Regions from separate parts of the Mus musculus genome. Here region 1 is linked to region 2. Evidence: chromatin contacts called from public Hi-C data. All regions are on one chromosome and are shown on one strand. Each heading gives the region's core, a stretch centred on a gene start, on an enhancer-like site or on the middle of the called end of the contact. The rest is flanking DNA. Distances are from core to core; before and after follow the strand shown. Region 1 overlaps Pacrg (PARK2 co-regulated). Region 2 overlaps Qk (quaking).

The links. A called contact is a pair of places that touch in the nucleus more often than the background predicts.
Region 1: a contact with region 2 is called in a Hi-C map of liver, with 1.5 times the contacts expected there. The contact joins two enhancer-like sites. A contact is called at or near these places in 2 of 484 Hi-C or Micro-C datasets (Sertoli cells and liver), 1 of 115 datasets of contacts at active chromatin or transcription factors (microglia) and 1 of 9 other capture datasets (adipose tissue).

Annotation. Positions count from the first base shown.
Region 1 is chr17:10,407,456-10,410,155 of GRCm38.p6, forward strand. All of the region lies in intron 4 of Pacrg (PARK2 co-regulated), which reads right to left. Among named protein-coding and RNA genes, the nearest start is that of Gm39565, 37 kb to the left of the region's middle. Within about 2 kb of position 1,351, at least 31 of the 459 cell types and tissues checked have an H3K27ac peak or open chromatin away from gene starts, as enhancers often do. A contact at or near this core is called in liver, where this site is marked.
Region 2 is chr17:10,207,853-10,210,552 of GRCm38.p6, forward strand. Qk (quaking) reads right to left here. Exons shown (of 8, transcript NM_001159517.1): 8 at 1-1,779. The coding sequence ends at 1,763. Among named protein-coding and RNA genes, the nearest start is that of Gm34972, 63 kb to the left of the region's middle. Within about 2 kb of position 1,284, at least 16 of the 459 cell types and tissues checked have an H3K27ac peak or open chromatin away from gene starts, as enhancers often do. A contact at or near this core is called in liver, where this site is marked.

The sequences.
Region 1 (2,700 bases), core at 101-2,600, 200 kb after region 2:
CAGTCCAGCTGGAGCAGGCACAAACACTTTTCTTAAGCCAGGCTTGGGATTGGCTTTGAAGCCTTGCTCCTTGGGGCTGAGCCTACCCTTGGCCTTGGGAGGATCTGTAGCTAATGTTACAGGGTGTTCTTTGTGCACAGGGAAAACTCTGCTGGGCCCTGCAGGTTGAAGGGATGGTAAGTGAATAAATACCCTAGGCCCTTGCCTTTAGGGGAGCTCACCAGCTGGGGAAGGGACTCTCTCTCCATAGGCTGCCTTTTATACAGAGCAAATGATCAACAACACCCATGGGAGCACGCGTGGCTCCTGAAGTGCCTTACAGTCACTGCCCACTGGACATGGTCCCTGGCCCACTTCTTTTAGCGAGCCGCCTACGGGAGTCTTAGGTGAGAGACAGGCGAAGCAAAGCAGTGTGTGGATGGTCACTTGGCTCAGAGAATACTCCATTCAGATTTGGGTTTTTCTGTGTTGAATGCTGTTTTTTTGGTAATACTCTAATGGTAAGTGGAAAGATAGTCTCGGGAACAGTCACAGCCACTATTACTTGGAAATAAAAGCCTTATTTAAATCATGAGAAATACACAGAAAATAATTAAGTGCTGGCTTCAGGTCCTTCCCTGACACACAAAGGATGAACTCGGTGGCTCTTTCTGACACTGACAAATACAAAGGCCCATGCTAAGAAAGAAGTGTCTATGTTAACGCTGACATATCATGGCCCCAGGCTGCAGTGGTGGCCTGGCCCTCAGGACTAATCAGGACAGGATCTCACATCTGGGGGCAATGTCACCAGTGAGGATGACAAATAGGTGCCTGCCCTACCTCCACCCCTTGGGCCTGCAATGGCCTCAAACATTCTGTAAGGGCCAGGAAAGATGGTGGGTGAGGGATGGTGAGATGGCTTGCTTGGTCGCGATACCCTGACGACACGAGATCTGCAGGAAGGAAAGTAAGAAATGATTTCCACAGTCTGTCCTCTGCCCTCCGTATGCGATGTGGCAAACCCTTACCTCTACACATCCAAAAACTAAAACAGAAAGTTAAATAATAAGTGTACTAGAAATGCCGAAGAAAACAATAACAGAGGAGGGGGGCTCTGATGATGCCTAGACTTTTGTTGCCTGTCTCTTCTTGCCCAATTTGCTAGCTTCTAGAGGTTCAGACTTTCTGTAACTCATGAAACTTAATAAGAAAAGGGATTGGTGTTGCCTCCCAAGTGTCTGATAGACCTTGAAATAACTGAAGAAATCAGGAAGTGTGCCAGGGATACAGAGAGCAGTGAGCAGGCAGAGCCGAGTTGGCCTTTGCCTTGAGCAATACCAGTGCTGGAGGCAAACTGGCTCTCTCACACCAGGGGCTGAATGACAGCTGGAAAGCAGGCTTTGAAATGGAGCACTGCTGGGTATTATGGTGGTGATACCCTCCATCCCCTCTGCCTTGCTGGTGCGTAGAAAGCATGTGGTCTCAATTAGCCGATTTGCATACAGAGTACTTGAATGTGACCCAAGGCCAAATCCTGATCCAAGCTTTCCCCAGTGAGGGAGTGTTCAATAGGAAACAAAGTGCCAAAGTGCCTTTGGACACCAAGGCCGTGTGGGTGCTGGTCTCAGAGGGCAGCCAGGAAGGACTCTTGTCTGTTGTAGCTGGGTGAGCTTGCTCAAGTAACACAAAGTGGAATTGAGAACATCAATGGAAAAAAATGCAATTGTTTCTGGATCAGAAAAGGCATGCATCTGGTTCTTGATGAAATCAAAAGCCCCTGTGACCTCTTGGGATGTGGTGGCTTATACCTGTAATTCCACTATAGACTTAGAGGGAGCAGGATACCAAGTTCAAGGCCAGGCTAGGTATAGTGAAATCCAACAAAATAATAGCAAAGGAGAAGACTTGTGATTTCACTATCTATCTATCTATCTATCTATCTATGTATCTATCTATCTATCATCTATCTATCTATCTATTGATCTATCATCTATCTATCTATCTATCTATCTATCTATCTATCTATCTATCATCTATCTCTTATCTATCGATCTATCATCTATCTATCTATCTATCTATCTATCTATCTATCTATCTATCTATCTATAGATAATCTATCTATCTATCATCTATCTATCATCTATCTATCTATCTATCTATCTATCTATCTATCTTTCTATCATCTATCTATCTATCTATCTATCTATCATTTCTATTTTTATTTCTTATGGTAGCAGTTACAGCTAAAACTGCCTTCCTCCTTAAGTGGCTTATGTGATATCAGCAAGAGATAAAGTGAGCCCAGGGCCCAGGTGCTGGTCTCATTATGTTGCCTAAGCTATTATTTTAAAAAATATTTTATTAATACTTTGAAAATTTTACACAATAAATTTTGATTGTATTCAATTCTCCTCTAGCTCCTCCATGTCTGCCTCCTTGCCCACCTTCCCTACTTTGTATCCTCTTGAAATGTTTGATTATATATTATCTATATTATATATGTATTATATATAAAATATATTATATATTATATGCAAATAATAAAGAATATATAATTCCACATTATATATGTATATATAAATCTCTATATAAATAAATATATATATCATATTCTTGCAAGTGGGGCCATCTACCAGGGACCACACCTTAAATACTTAAAGAAAACTGACTCTCTGTCTCTGTCTCGTGTCTCTGTCTCTGTCTCTCTCTCTCTCTCAC
Region 2 (2,700 bases), core at 34-2,533:
CACTGTGATGCGGGCTTTCCACGCTCCTTTAGAGTTAAAAAGTTTAGGAGCAGTTACTAAAGCCAGCAGAGATGGACTACATAAGATATCTGATTAGATTTATGTTACTTAACACTTTTTCAACAATAAAAAATTTCAAAGATTCATTTTTGTGAAAAAGTTTTTTAGGCATTACAATTATTTCTAATTGGTAAGGAAAAATTCCATTGTATCCCTCTTCTCCAAATAAAATAAAGCTCTAATTTAATTTTGTCTGCAAACTGATGTTCAGATCTTACATAATTTTTTTCTAAACCTCAGAATCTTTGGGCTAACACTGAAGACGGTAATAACCAAAAGTACTAATTATGATTTGTAAAAGAATGACATTTTAAAATTTACTAGTCAGACATTAGAAAAGCTATCAAATTTTTTCACAGTATCAGATTTGGCAAACTGGCATCAAGATAATGTGACACAAATCTTATAATTTAGACCATCAACTCATTTGTCTCCTCTCATATCTCCTTTCACATACTGGGCGACTGAGGAACATGCAGTAACTTTATTCTGAGGGAGGAGCTGATCTTACAGGACACTTGACTAAATGACCATGAAGAAAAATAAGGCACTTTCTTTTTCATTAGACTTATTCCAATACTTAAAAAATAAAAAAGAAAGACAAAAAGGCTCTTTTGGTCTTTTGTTTCTTGACAACCACCAGAAAAAATCATTTAATGAAATAAAGGGTTTCTTTGTTCTTTTTCTTTTTTTTTATAACACTTGAAAGTATAAAATGCTACATTTCCAAAAATATATATATTTTTTTCTGCACCAGCACCCTTGTATAGTAAAAGTATCTACTTTTTTGTTCATTTGTTTCAATGCACTACACTTTATCTACAATTTCATTACATGTATACAGCAAATAGGCAAGCATGGCTTTTACATCCTTAATGATATTTTCTATACAGGGAGGTTTAAAAAAAATATTTGAACAGTTTGCCCAGTAATGTGACACATAATGCATGTACCTTGTTCTCATATAATTTTTAAGGTGGTGTAAAATAAAGATTTGGAAATTTTAACTCAGATACTCAACTTTTTAAAAAATAGTGTTGTAGTTTTGTTCTTTGCATTTCTTTTCAAAACTCCTTGTTAAGTTTTTCTCTCATGGCACACTTTGTTCTAATACTTCAAATTTTGGCAGGCAATATAAAAAGGCTGCAATGTCTGCCCTTTGAGGGCACTGTAGTGACTAAACAAACAGCATGTCAAATTTTGAATACTTTTGAAGTCACTTCCCCAACGACATCCCTGACCGAAGGTTCATGCATGATGCATTGTCACACAGTACATTCAGAGAGAGCTTTGACTTCGCTAGGAGAAGAAAAAAATTCCTACAAGTCTCTCACAGTAACTGCCTCTGTCACTGAGTAGTTAGGGCCATCTGTCTCCCCTTCTTAAGAGAGGCCTTCTTACCGTTCGCTTGGGGTGGGGCATTGAGAGATGATCAGTGCTGTGGGATGAATCGGGCCTTATTGCTTTACTACTATTCAGTGCAGGTTCTAGAACCACTTTCACCCAAACAGGGGGGGAAAAGCTGAGTTGGAGGACAATTTCTTTGTCTTTTGTTTGGTTAGATGGTAAGACGAACGGACAAGTGCCTCAGCTCGCTGCACTGACGACAGGCAAGCAAAGGCGATTACCAGTTAACTGATCAGCAGGCAGGCATGGTCAGGTCATCATTGGGTGAAGAGTTCAGAGGTCAGAAGGTCATAGGTTAGTTGCCGGTGGCGGCTGGGTGGTTAGAAACAAAAAACAAAACAAAAAAAGAAAAGAAAAGATAGAGAAGAGATTAGTTTCAGCTAGTGACAGCTTAATGACAACATGAAAACTAATCACAACTAATAAAAAAAAGGCATGTTGAATTCTGACAAACTGATTGACACCATCTACAGAATACAATAAAAATCATGACAATTTCATATCATGATTTGAACAAATGAAGAAGAGCCCACTCCCACAAAAAATAATTTGAAAAACCCGACTTGTTAAAAGAAAAAAATAGAAATAAAATACAGCTAACAACTAATAGTTAGTAGCAGTCAATGAAGGAAATTGGAAACAATGATGAACAGGTTTGGTATAAAGAATTCTGAACAGTCAGTGCAGTTATAAGTATCTGACTGCTATTAAGCATTAGTATTCTCTCAGATGCAAGCAATAAAGCAACTATTAATGATGGATGTGATTATTAATAACTGATGATTAACAGAAATGGATCTAAAGAAATTTAAATTGCTATGAACAATTTGGTTCAACATAAACTCTGGGCCAAACAAAGTTTCTTTTGTTCAATAAATGTTTATTGCTTTTTCAATTATTCTATTTACAAACAACATGGAATTTCTTGGCCTCATGATACAAAGCAATACTGTAGTCTAGCAGTGTAGGCAACATCATGGGAACCAGAAAAAAGGCCAGGCCTTTTGCACCAGCCAACATTTTCCAGTTGAAAATACTAATTTACACATATAGAACACTTATAAAATGCACTTGCATGTAAACACTGTAAAATCCTGCCATTTAAAACTCTATACCTCAAAGAACTCTAAGTACATAAAAAATAGAAGAAATTTCTAACTGATACCAAGAAGGCATTTTTAAAACTACAAACAGCTTTCTTTATTCAATTTCAAAGCTAATACTCTGCAAATA